Regions from separate parts of the Gossypium hirsutum genome. Here region 1 is linked to region 2. The links are chromatin contacts, called in public Hi-C maps. All regions are on one chromosome and are shown on one strand. The core of a region is the stretch at or near the end of the contact, and the rest is flanking DNA. Distances in the headings are between cores, read along the strand shown.

Evidence for each region. Hi-C and Micro-C count contacts between places; a contact is called where the count stands out from the background.
Region 1: a contact with region 2 is called in a Hi-C map of leaf, with 1.9 times the contacts expected there. The contact joins the enhancer-like site here to the promoter of LOC107912788 in region 2. A contact is called at or near these places in 5 of 34 Hi-C or Micro-C datasets (hypocotyl, leaf and seedling).

The regions. Positions count from the first base shown.
Region 1 is chrA09:65,137,630-65,141,807 of Gossypium_hirsutum_v2.1, reverse strand. No RefSeq gene overlaps it. Among protein-coding and RNA genes, the nearest start is that of LOC107912789, 16 kb to the left of the region's middle. Within about 2 kb of position 1,402, at least 1 of the 9 cell types and tissues checked has an H3K27ac peak or open chromatin away from gene starts, as enhancers often do. A contact at or near this core is called in leaf, where this site is marked.
Region 2 is chrA09:65,098,842-65,102,921 of Gossypium_hirsutum_v2.1, reverse strand. It overlaps LOC107912788 (arogenate dehydratase 3), which reads left to right and starts at 2,396. Exons shown (of 1, transcript XM_016841116.2): 1 at 2,396-4,080. The coding sequence starts at 2,763. The coding sequence ends at 4,043.

The DNA.
Region 1 (4,178 bases), core at 153-2,652, 40 kb before region 2:
ATTTTATAACATATGGATTATGACATATAAACTAATGAAATCATGTAACTTTTTGTTAATATATGAATGCTATGTTTGGATGTGAAATATAATTGTCAAGTTATTTATTACTTCTAATATTTTGTTTTTTATTATAGAATGATTAAATTATTTGTTTCACTAATGATATTTTAGCACATTAAATATGTATTGCAATTTAAATATAATAAAGTAGATTATATATTATTTTTATAGTATTATATATTATGATTTTTTAATTCATATAATAATAATTATATTAAGAATTTTATCAAACTATATATTATTTATTAAATTATATTTAATAATAATTATGTTAAAATATGGTTAAATTATTTATTATATTTATTAAATTATTTTTAATAATAATCTTATTAAAATTTAATAAGAATAACAATAATCATCTACCTAAAAAAATTTTGCTAAGGGTATTTTGGTCATTTTAATTTTTTTCTTTATGCTATTACTACATCATTCCATTCAACCAAACACAAGAATATTATTACAGTTCTATTCCATTCCATTCAACTAAATAGTTAAATTACTGATTACAGCGCTATTCCATTATAGCCTTATTCCATTACAGCTCTATTCAATTATAGTCTTATTCCATTACAGTGAACCAAACTTAAACTCTTAGCATTTGTCAATGAACTCCTATCAAGAAGCTCTCTGATGCACTTGCACTGGCATAAGTGCAGACTCCCAATAGAAGATCGAGTAACTTCAATACCTAAGAAGTTGTGGAGATCCCCCATGTCCTTTAGGGAAAACTCTTTATGTAACAACTAAATAAAACTACTTATATTGCCAGCCGTGCTCCCTGTAACTATAATATCATCCATAAAATTCACATACTCTATCAGGGAGGGATCTGGTTTTGTTGTAACTTGAAATAATAAACATTAACTATATCGAAGTTTGGAGTCACTGAAATTGTCATCAATGAAATGATAGGGAGAAAGAAAAATTTTTTGCAGTTAATCCCACTAAAGAAACTAGTTTGCTATTCCAATTAAATTGAGTAGTAAGGAGCTCAAATATCTTAAAATAAGTTTTAAGTTCGAATCTTACGAATGAAGAAAACAGTGATGGAAGAATTTATCCCGTTCAAGAGTCCAATTTAATTTAATTTTGAAATTTAATTGAATCCCAACATAACCATTTAATTCCGAAAAGTGGCACACATTAAAAAAAAAAACCTTTGGGTTAAAATCTAGCAAGTGTTTTATATGGTAGACCAACGTTTTTAGTGATGTTTATAGTACTATGGTTGTTGTTTCCATCACGGTGCAAATTGGGTGAACACTTTCCACCTAAATCACTTCAAACCAATTAAAACTGGTTGGACCACAACTTTTCTGCAACAGTTTATGAATTGAGTCTGAATATAAATGCCATCAAGGGAAGGGTAATGTGTAACACGAGCCTGTCCCTATTGCTATTCCCCATATCTTCCATCACTCTTGTTTATATTAATGTATGAGTGTTGGATAACAAAAGTCCATCTCAAATCTAATTTAATTTAGATTAAATTTATCCAAACTCTAATAATTTAACTCTTGAATAACTTTATTCCATACATAGAATTTAACATATATAAACAAGACTTTCAACCGCGAAAAATCTTGTCCTAATTCAGCAACAATTCCCGGATGTTATGAACTTAATTAGCTGTTTTGGATTCAATTCCATAAAGTTAATCCATTTTTCTTTTTTTATTGCGTAAATTATTGATAAAACTGTTGGAATTAGAAGGAAAAAGAAGTTGAGGGGATGAGATCAACTAACTGCCAACATACAACACATGTTATCTAATTCGACTTCACTTAACAATCAACGTTGGTGGGAAGCCTAAAGGCTTTGCACAACACCCACTCAAGATTTATTAAATATTACAATCAAATATATTTATAAAAATTTATCACAAAAAGATTTGACTAAAATACTACTTTTTTTTATAAAATTAAAATAATAAAATTAATATTTTAGACATCATGATGACTTATATTTTAAAATAATATTTACAACACTCTCCCTTTAATATCTATTAACAAAGAATAACTATATCTTGTTAAAACCTTACTAGAAAAAATCTAGTGAGAAAAAAATCATAGTTAAGAAAAATAGTACAATATTCATATTTATACGCGTTGATAAAGTTGCCTCATTAAAAACCTTGCGACTAAAACCCAATGGGATAAAACATCATCAAAGAAAAAAAAGCACAGTGCATATTTTACTCCCCTTTATTTGAACATCATTTTATAACTTAATATTAACATATTCAATATTATTCATCATTAGTAAATCATCAATGTGCATAACAAATTCAATTGATGCATATTAACACAACAATAAAATTCAATTGCATTCACAAGCTTTAGATGTTGCCATCAACTTTATAAAGTATGATGTATTGTATCATTCATTACTATTAACACAATGAGTGTATTAGACACATAAAGAAATGATACTTACGGACCATTGTTTTATAACATAATTGTTTGATCATTTGTGTTCATTTTCAAGATCTCCAATCTACATGAAAAGTAGTCTTGATTATTTTGGTTATATAGACACTATTGGGTACTCAATAGTAATTCTTTATAATGTCATTGTGTAACCATTTGTCCTTATTGAACAGTCAATTTTCAGGTCAAAACAAAATTTCATTTTTAGATATACTTTCGTTATAAAGTTTATCTACCAAATAATTATTATTCTTGGAAATTCTTCAAGAAATCTAATGATATTTGATACATTAATAACAACAATAACAATAATAGCCTATATGTATAAATACATTAATTTATAAAAACACATGAATAAACTCATATTCACGTATAATGATTTTCCCACGAAACTAAAGTTTTATGCTTCAGCCATCAATCCTTTAGGAATTTTTGTTTTTGATAATTATATCAAATAATTTATATTAGCTTAATACAAATCCATTAGACGTAAATAAATATTTTTATTTAGTATTTGCATCTACCACAAATTAATCAATTTCTTTTTATAACCAAAACCAAGCCTCTTTTGAGTGTTTGTATTACAAGTCAATTCTATATCTTACGACTTGGTTTTTTTTTTTTGATATTATGCTAATATTTACTCCACTTGGCTTTACATCTTTCGGGCATTTGGACTTCAAGTCCGAGATACATTTCATAAGTTATAATACAAGCGTCACTTTATTTTAATGAATTGTTCCCGTATCAATACTTTCAAGTATATTTTCATTCAAGATCCTCACTTTTCCATAATATTGAAGTGTTCTATGTATATTATCATTGTTGACAATAATTTCTTTTATCAGCTCCATCATATTTAGTTATAACATAACTGATTGAGATATCTCATTATATTCAAAATTTTAGGTACTTGAACCTCTTCTAGGGTTTTACCAAAACTTATTTCTTGGGTCTCTTCATAAGTACCCGCCTCCTTTAACATGTGATCATCTTCATTTTTTACTATTTTCTTTCAAGAATTGTTCTTTTTATGGAACCGACAAGTTTGTTATGCTTCTAGTATGCCCTAGACTTATTTTTATCACATTGTCCTTCTAGGACACATAATTATTTGGAGCATTATAACTGGTATATGTATCAATTAGTATATGCAATATCTTAATACCATCAATATTAGTTCTTGTCGAGATGGTCTAACCAACCATGCCAACACTAGTGAACTTCTTGTCGCTATGTCGTGCGTCAATCATATTAGTATAATGTATTTATTCAGGGAATATCCATGATGCAAGTACATCAGCATCTCATTTCATTTCTATCTGTGGTTTTAATTTAAAATGCATAAATATTTCCTTCAATATATATATATCTTTTTTATATAAAAATAATAATATTTATGTTCTATGTGGTGTATGCCTTGCATTTCGGTCAAATTAAGACACAAACAGAGAGCGACGTTGTGACGAGGAGCCATGCGACATCATGATGAAGGATCAGGGGATATAAAGAAATGACGCCACGACGTGGCGGCATGTCATGCAATTTTCTCAATTTTCTTCTTCCAATCAAATTTTGATTATTTGTCCTTGTCGAACTCTGATTAGTGTAGATTATTTTAAGATTATTTAACCTACGATTTTAGTATATAAATAGGCCCTTTTCTACCCTAGAAAGATTAACCCA
Region 2 (4,080 bases), core at 1,147-3,646:
TTTCATAACGTCCCCAATCCGATGTGGATTGCCAACCACTAGAAGTTGATGTCATTCTCCAGTACGTATTTCCAGTATCAAACATCGACCTATAGAGGTGCATGTCCCATCCACCAACGGAGTGTCGTGCAGGGGTTGTGTATTCCATACTGCTACCAAACACGAGCACTTCCGTGTTTTGCCACCCACTAACGGAGTGTCGGATAGGGGTCGTGTATTCCTCTCGAACAACATTAGATGTCGAAGTTGCAAATGCATCATTTGGTGATGAAAATTGTACATATAACTCAAGATAGGGTGCTCCACTAGCAAGATGAGTCTGCACCATTGCCTCCAAGCTACGATGACCTTTGATATCGAATGAGTCATATCTCACGGGATCAACCGAAGTATAAAATCGATACTTAATAGATAAAATTTTCATTGGCATCGTTCCGAAGATTTTACGCCTAATTCTTTTATGAAATTCTGTCAAATCTATGTTCTGGTTAAAAACCAGTCGCGTTGTGCTCTCCGATAAAAAAAACGCCATTCTCGGTGTCACGGACCTCGCCATCATAGTAAATAACAACACTAACACGTTCACTCATCTTCAGTTTCTATTTTACTTTAGCCTCAATTTCTCTTGCTGTAACTTATGCAACCTGAGAATGAAATTTACCTCATTTATAGTCTAAGGCTTTTTCAAATACTACTGTAGCAAAAGAGCGTCCACGTGGGAGCTCTTTTCCATAATTTTACTGACAATGCATCCTTCTTGAAGTGTTTTTGACACTATTTGTTCAGAAACATCTTCTCAAAATTATTTTATCAGATACTACTGTAGCAAAAGAGCGTCCACGTGGGAGCTTTTTCCCGTAATTTTGCTGACAGTGCATCATTCTTGAAGCGTTTTTGACACTATTTGTTCAGAAACATCTTCTCAAAATTATTTTATCTGATATTACTATAGCAAAAGAGCGTCCACGTGAGAACTTTTTTCCGTAATTTTCCTAACAGTGCATCCTTCTTGAAGCGTTTTTGACACTATTTGTTCAAAAACATCTTCTCAAATTTATTTTTTCAGATACTACTATAGCAAAAGAGCATCCACGTGAGAGCTTTTTTCCGTAATTAATAGTTAATTTAATTAATAAACCTTAAAAAAACCCTAAACCCTAATTTAATTGATTATTTTTAATTTCATAGTTAATTTAATTAATTAACTCTCAACTCTAATTAAATTAAGTTTTCCCTTAAAAATACTAAAACCCTAAACCACTAAAACCCTAATCCTAAAACAATCAAAAACCCTAACCTTAAAAAATTCTAAACCCTAATTTAATTGATTTTTTATTATCATAGTTAATTTAATTAATTAACCCTCAACTCTAATTAAATTAATTTTTCCCTTAAAAAACACTAAAATCCTAAACCTAACCCTGATCTTAAAACAATCAAAAACTGTAACCTTAAAAAAATCCTAAACTCTAATTTAATTGATTTTTTTATTTTTATAGTTAATTTAATTAATTAACCCTCAACTCTAATTAAATTAATTTTTTCCTAAAAAAGCACTAAAACCCTAAACCACTAAAACCTCGATCCTAAAACAATAAAAAAACCTAACCTTAAAAATCCTAAACCCTAATTAAATTAATTTTTCTAATTTCATAGTTAATTTAATTAATTAACCCTCAACTCTAATTAAATTAATTTTCCCTTAAAAACACTAAAACCCTAAACCACTAAAACTCTAATCATAAAACAATCAAAAATCCTAACCCTCAAAAACCCTAAACCCTAATTTAATTAATTTTTTTAATTTCATAGTTAATTTAATTAATTGACCATTAACTCTTATTAAATTAATTTTCTCTTAAAAAACACTAAAACCCTAAATCTTAAAAATTCTAACCCTAAAATAATAAAAAATCCTAACCTTAAAAAATGGGACAAAACGCTTTCTTAAGGGAGCGTTTTGTTGACACGTACTCTGACTTCGCGCTGACGTGGACGCGCTTTCAGGAAAAATGGTCATTTCCTGTAAATAATAAAAAATCAGACCATTTCGATAAATAACGAAATAAAAGAGTTTTTTTTAGTAAATTGCCCGAAAGCTTTGGTCTAATTTATTTAAAAACGAAGAAAAAAAATCTAACATGTGAGCAAGTAAAGTATATTTAGAAGTGAATATATAATTCAACAATGAAAAAAGATGAAGAGGAAGACGGTAGGTGTGAGATTGACCCAGTTCCTCCCTCTTGATTTTTTTCTAATAAAAAAAACATTTTCCTTATTTTTTAAATGAAAAGAAAAACTTAAATGAATATTAATTATATTTTATTTAAACTATAATGGTTGGTAATTATATATATATTTGTACTGAAGATGAATAAATTAGAAAATAAAAAAAAATGCATAGATGGAAAAAGCAAAAGATAAGGGGGGGTTAGGTAGACAGAAGCAGCAGCTCCACAAGAAAATTGAAAATTTGTTTTAAATTCAAAGTGGAAAATGTAAAAGATAAAGCGGAGGGAAGAGCAGAAGGGTGGGTAGGTGTGAGACTGACAGAACCACCTCCACATGCTCCATCCCCTCTCCTTTCTTCATATAAAAATCCCTCTCTTCCCTTTCTTTTCTCTCAGCTTGACGTTCGCTTCTTCAAGAGAACACCAAGCTTATCTCCATTCCCTCTCCTCTTTTTGTTCTTTTCTTTTCTTTTTGGTTTTTTTGAAGGAAACGCTTTATTTATTTATTTATTTATTACGAAATACATAAATATGCAGGCGGTTTCTCCTACACAAAATCTTAATTCTTCTGTCATTCGTCCTTCCAAGCCTCGCCGGTTCCATCAGTTGACTCGCTCCTTTATCCGTTGCGTTTATCACAATGACTCCGTTCAATTCCCTAATGGAGTCGGTTTAAACCGCGCTGATTGGCAGAGCTCTTGCGCTATTCTTTCTAGCAAGGTCTTTTCGCAAGATCAAGGTTCCGGTGACAAATCCACTGCTCCTTCCAACTCGGACCACCTTGCTGCCGCCGTCAATGGTCATAAAACTTCCATAGATCTTAACCTTGTCCCTATTGAAACAAACAACAAGCCTCAACCACCTACACAGAAACCCTTAACCATCACCGACCTCTCCCCTGCTCCGATGCACGGCTCTCAGTTGCGCGTGGCTTACCAAGGAGTCCCCGGGGCCTACTCCGAAGCTGCCGCTGGGAAAGCTTATCCTAATTGCGAAGCGATCCCTTGTGACCAGTTTGAAGTCGCATTCCAAGCGGTTGAGCTTTGGATCGCCGATCGAGCTGTTTTACCGGTGGAGAACTCACTAGGAGGTTCCATTCATCGGAACTACGATCTCCTCCTCCGACACCGACTCCACATCGTCGGCGAAGTCCAACTCCCAGTGCACCACTGTTTATTAGCTCTCCCAGGTGTTAGGAAAGAATACCTTGCACGAGTCATTTCTCATCCACAAGCTCTCTCCCAGTGTGAACACACGCTCACCAAACTCGGACTCAACGTCACGCGTGAAGCTGTCGATGACACCGCCGGAGCCGCGGAGTACATAGCGGCCAACAACCTTCGTGACACCGCCGCCATAGCAAGCGCACGCGCCGCTGAACTTTATGGACTTCAAATCCTAGCCGATGGTATCCAAGACGATTCGAGTAATGTGACGCGCTTCGTTATGTTAGCTCGGGAGCCAATCATCCCTCGCACGGACCGGCCATTCAAAACGAGCATCGTATTCGCGCACGATAAAGGGACGAGCGTGCTTTTCAAAGTACTATCAGCTTTTGCGTTTAGGAATATCAGTTTGACGAAAATCGAATCCCGGCCACACCGCAATAGGCCGATCCGGTTGGTAGATGACGCCAACGTTGGAACCGCCAAGCATTTCGAGTATATGTTCTACGTGGATTTCGAAGCGTCGATGGCAGAGGTTAGAGCCCAAAACGCGTTGGCTGAGGTCCAGGAGTTCACTTCTTTCTTGAGGGTATTGGGCAGTTACCCAATGGATATGACGCCTTGGTGCCCTTCCAGCGGAGATTAACAAAACCTATGAAAGTAAAAAAAAAAAAAAGAAAAAG